2 separate regions of the Gossypium hirsutum genome follow, and region 2 is linked to region 1. Evidence: chromatin contacts called from public Hi-C data. All regions are on one chromosome and are shown on one strand. The core of a region is the stretch at or near the end of the contact, and the rest is flanking DNA. Distances in the headings are between cores, read along the strand shown. Region 1 holds the start of LOC107914878 (NADH dehydrogenase [ubiquinone] 1 alpha subcomplex subunit 13-B). Region 2 has its middle 18 kb from the start of LOC107900591.

Region 1 (2,653 bases), core at 75-2,574:
ACAACCCTTAACCGATTGTTTTGCCTTGTGAAATACTAACAAAATACAAAAATAAGTAAATAGGCAGACTCATGAAATTATCACGAAGAGTCCATATTCAGGAACAAATAATAACTTTTCTCAGGAAATTATTTATCGGAACTTTGCTTTTCCTTTTCCCCTTCTACCAGCTTCTTCATAGGTTACATGAGACAAAGCCATTTGAAAGAACCAGGAATACTGAACTAGTTGTTTACCATGTGAAATACTAAATTAATTACTAAAATCAGTACATAGGTAGACTCCTGAAATTACTAAACTCGGATATAGGCAGGCAGCAGGCTCATAACTCATCATGCATTGTCAATATGATAGAACCAAATAATAATACTGTCAGCAAACCATTGTATCTCAACCATCTTTCCTTTTCCACTCCCATCAAACTTCTTCAGAAGATATATACTAAAAGCCATTTGAAAGAACCAGAAAATATGAACGAAATATGATACCAAGAATCAGCCTCCACATTTCCAAGGCATATTTGATATAAAAAATTAAATTAAATCTATCCAATAAACAAGGACAGATAAAGACCCATATATAAATTAAACACCAGACTAAGATCTAACTCCAAGCTCCATAATAAGATAAAAAAGTCTTCAATCCCATCAAAAGCTTTCTACCTAATAAAAGAGGTAAGAGCAAATATACATATATCATAATGAGTTCATAGAAATCATTTCAAGCAACCCAATAAACGAACCGATTAAATATACAAAAATACTATCAATGAAAACTGAAAAAAAAATGAAAACCTAGATTAGAATATGACGAAAAGAAGGGAAAATTAAGGATTTTTCCAGAGAGAATAAAAAGAAAGGACCTGCGGATCTTGTTCCCTTGGCCGACTTGGTACATCCCATACGAGAAGGCACCAAAAGCAGCTAGAAAGATAGCCATAGCACTTGGGCCCTTGTTGGGTATCCGACGGGCGTACCTGACGGGGGCGAACCCACCCGGAGGAGGCCCATCTTGGAGAAGTGGCATGTCCTTCACACTCGCCATTCCTGGCTTCTTCCTTATCACTGCCTCAGTCATTTTCCCTAGTTTTTCTGTAGTTCTAGAGAGAGTTTGCGTGCAAATTGTAGAAAGTGGTGGTGGCGTTATAGAGGGGGGTTGTTTATTTGAGCTTGGGTCCGTCTTCCGCTACGCCACTTGGTGGGCTTATTTCCAAGTGCAGGTCTGTATAAGGTATAATGACAAATTTAGTTCTTTAACTTTTACACATTTATTCAATTAGGCCCTTACGCTTTTATTTGAAGCAAATTGACCTTCAATTTTTCATTGCTCACGCACTATTTTATCTTACATGTAAAGCTAGCGAATGATTTAAAAATTATATTGAATATTAAAAAATTGGAAGTTAAAAATTTCATAAATAAAAATTATAATTCAAAAATTTATGAAAAATGCTCTTTAAAATTAAAAAGTTATAAAAAAATCAATCCAAAAAAATGCAATTTTTTTTTCAAATTTGTAAGAGAAATGCAAAATAATTTTATGTTTTTAATTAAAATTTTAAAAATTCCAAAATTATGAAAAAAAATAAAAAAATCTTCAAAGAAAAAAATATTTTTTACTTTTTATAATATATAAAGTTAATTTCAACTTAAAATAAAGATTCTTTTTCTAATTTCTAATGAGAGTGGTTAAAGAATATCTTTTCTTGAAAAATCATATCTCCTTAAATTCTGTCATTAGTCCTTGTACTTTGCTAAAGCTATAGATTTAGTCCAGTACTTCAATTTGATTACTTTAGTCATGTTCTTTTTAAATTAGTCAATTTTAATCCCTCTTCTTTTTGGTTTTTGAAACTTTAATTTTCACCTAAACAGTAGCAAGTAAATTCATTTGGTTAAATTCAATTACTAGTTTTATGTTATAAGTACGATTGTAAATTTAGTCCATATTTTCTAATTAGATCATTCTAAGTCCTTATACTTTTCAAATTTTTATATTTCAATATTGATACAAATGAAAGTCATTAATCCATTACTTAGATTTTTAAGGAGTAATATGTGAAAATAACAAACCAACATGGCACTACATATATGATAATATATTTGCTCCATTAGATTTTGAAAATAGTAGAACTTATGGTGCATTTGTTTCACAGAAAATTACTTATGATTTCTTTTTTGCTTCTTTTTGTGTTTGTTCTATGGAAAACAACTTCGTCAAGTAAAAAAAAATCATGTAAATTGACTTACCCTTTTGAAAAGCATAATCATTATCCGAAAAAAGCTCTTTTATGAAGAATTTTATTGTTATATAAAAATTAACTTGAATCAAGCCTAATATTATTATATTATTATTAATTTTTTTAAAAATTAATAATAAAATATTATAGTGTTCAATATTATTAAACATACATATTTTATTATTTATTTACTAATATAGGAATTTATTAATATAATAATTGAACTTGAAAATTAGACCTTAGATCGAAAATTGGGTCCAAGAACCCAAAATTGAGACTAAGACCCAATAACTAGTCGAATTGGGTCTGGTATGTGAAACCGGGCCGATGGTCCAACCGATGGCAGGACTGAACCGGTCGGTCAGTCACTGGTCTGAACCGAACTGGCTCGAGGTGCTGTAAGGGTGTCGCACC
Region 2 (2,653 bases), core at 113-2,612, 130 kb after region 1:
TTCATTAATTCTTATATATTGGACTTATATAATGTATTGAGTCAATCTCTAGTATGTTGAACCTATAATATATTATTAATAATTTCGGTTAATTGGTTAATTTAGTTATTACACACTATTTCGAATTGAATTAATCGATAATCAATACTTCCAAAAACTTTTAACTTACCCCAATCGAATTAGATTTGATGACCAACTGATTAGTTTAACTAATTTGGTTTGATCGATTAATTCGAGTAAAACAAAAAAAAAATTACACACCTCTATAAATGTCTATATTTTGATTATTTATTTGGAGGTACTGATACACACCATTTAAGGATTATTTATACTTTACCTTAAAAAATATTTATTTGTTATTTTAAAATTTTTTTTTGGTTTTTAAAATACGAATAACATATATTTTTTTATCCTTTCAATATTGATAAAAAAAATGAATCACAATTTAAATTCATTTTATTTGAATGCCAGATCTAACTGCTGACAAATATATATTTTATTAATACATCATTTCTACTGAAGTGAAGAAAAAATTATGCATTAATTAATTATTATTTTTAATATAATATATGTAGACGCTATTAGCATTTTCCTTAGTATAGAACATACATTGATCCAGTCAACAAGTCTCGATGTCATTCATCTTTGATCAATTCAACTAGACTGCAGTAAGTTTTGATATTGGAGTTCAAAGATACTTATTCTTTCATTAGAATTTGGTGGTCCTAATTACAGTTCAATGTCAATAATAAATGCCAAACAAAGTATTCACTCCTTGTTTCTATTAGTCCACTAGCTAGGAAACTTACAAATATTTTTTTCTCCCTATAAACTATTTGTTTGAAAATAAAATATTTAGAGTATTACTAACTTGAAATTAAGTGGTTAAACGTGAAATATGATCAGAAGAATACACCGCATCTTATCCTAAGAAATATTTGGCTCCTACGTTATATTCTTAGAGAGCAAAATCAAAGAGCTGATTTTATAATCAAATTAACTTTTGGAGAAAAGAAATATCTACAACTAATTGAAACTCACCAAAAGCAATCCCTGCACTCATCAAAACTGATAAAGAGAAGAATCTTTGTACTCCATTTTCCAATCCTATAACTTAGTTTTGTAAGTTTCATTTTTCACCAAAAAAAAAAAAATTAGTACAAGAGAGGCCCTATTGGGATTAACGTATTGATACCGAATGGTACCAAAATTTCTCTGTAAATTAGGAGCCTCAACAAGAAACTGAGGGTGGAAAGATAATGGTTGGACCTCTTGAGTTTTGTAACAATGGCAATAGTTATCCCTTGAAAATGACATTCACAAATCCTCTAGATTTAGAAAACTGTAGAGTCCGAGTACCCCATCAATAAACTCCACCACCCAAGTCTAGCTAGGAATACTGAAAGGCCTTACAAAAGGGAACTCAATGGGCTCAACACCTCCCATAAATCCTGTTATATTCTAGTTGTATTGTCATCTCTAACCCCCCAAAAGAATCTCAGTTTCAAGGCATGAATAGCAGCTAAAATACTAGACCATGAGAATGAAGGTTTATCAAACATGCTTAGTTTTCAAAACATCTCCATTAGGAAATTCTGTCGATGAAAGCACTTTGGAGCAATAAGTTTCCTTGTTATGCATAAATTTCCATGCTTGTCTCCCCAAAAGGGCAAGGTTAAACAATTTAACACTTGAAAACCAAACCCTCCCATACCATTTGATCGTCAAATGATGACCCAGTCCAACATCACCCAACCTCACTCCTCATGCTTACCCAACTACTAGAACTGTTTAATAGCAGAAACAATGACATTAGTCACACTATTAGATAACAATAAAACAACTCATTGCATAAGTCAGAATATCTGCAATATTGATTTTAGAAAAACCTCTCGACCTCCAACACAAAGAAATTGTTTGGACCAACTATGAGTACGTTTATAAACTTTGTTTATCATAAGTTGTAAATTGGCAAATTTAATCTTACCTGTAAATCGCCCTTCACTCGATATGCATATGCCCAACTAATCCTTACAAATGGTAAGCTATCATCTTAAAAATATAAGAGATGAAATCTGAGATCGTTCTAACTTCCCTTAACACAAGTTAGCAAAGTTGAGAGGACCCTCTATATAAATTAGAAATAGATAAGGGGATAAGATCACCTTAATATAGTTGTTAGGCTTTTGTGCCCCAAGTATTATAATTTCATTATATTTTATGTAATTTATTTAAACATTTGGATTCATTATTCATAGGAATATACACATGTTATTCATTTATCTCTATGTTAGATTGTCCTTAAATAATTAGCATGTAAACAAAACAATATAAGAAAACATGATTTACTATTTACCTATGTTGAACTATGAAAACGGGGTATAACAAAAGAGTTTTTGTGCGTGGAAGAGAATTATCCATAGTTAATCATCTAAGCATGTTTATGGTTCATGGAGTTACGAGGAGCAAGTTGTTGAGATTTAGTGTCTTTAGTGTAGTATTTTTGTCTATATATACTTTTATTTTTCGAACAAATTAGTTTAATAATGTAACGATGTGATATGCAAAGTTAATATAAAAATATATAAAGATCAATTAAGTAATTTAACCGAGAAAATTGTTAATTAAAGCTCAAGGACTAAATTGTAAAAGT

What was found. A called contact is a pair of places that touch in the nucleus more often than the background predicts.
Region 2: a Hi-C map of leaf shows a contact between it and region 1, with 2.1 times the contacts expected there. The contact joins the enhancer-like site here to the promoter of LOC107914878 in region 1. A contact is called at or near these places in 4 of 34 Hi-C or Micro-C datasets (all in leaf).

The regions. Positions count from the first base shown.
Region 1 is chrD10:31,906,519-31,909,171 of Gossypium_hirsutum_v2.1, forward strand. It overlaps LOC107914878 (NADH dehydrogenase [ubiquinone] 1 alpha subcomplex subunit 13-B), which reads right to left and starts at 1,325. Exons shown (of 3, transcript XM_016843925.2): 1 at 863-1,325. The coding sequence starts at 1,077.
Region 2 is chrD10:32,040,864-32,043,516 of Gossypium_hirsutum_v2.1, forward strand. No RefSeq gene overlaps it. Among protein-coding and RNA genes, the nearest start is that of LOC107900591, 18 kb to the right of the region's middle. Within about 2 kb of position 1,363, at least 2 of the 9 cell types and tissues checked have an H3K27ac peak or open chromatin away from gene starts, as enhancers often do. A contact at or near this core is called in leaf, where this site is marked.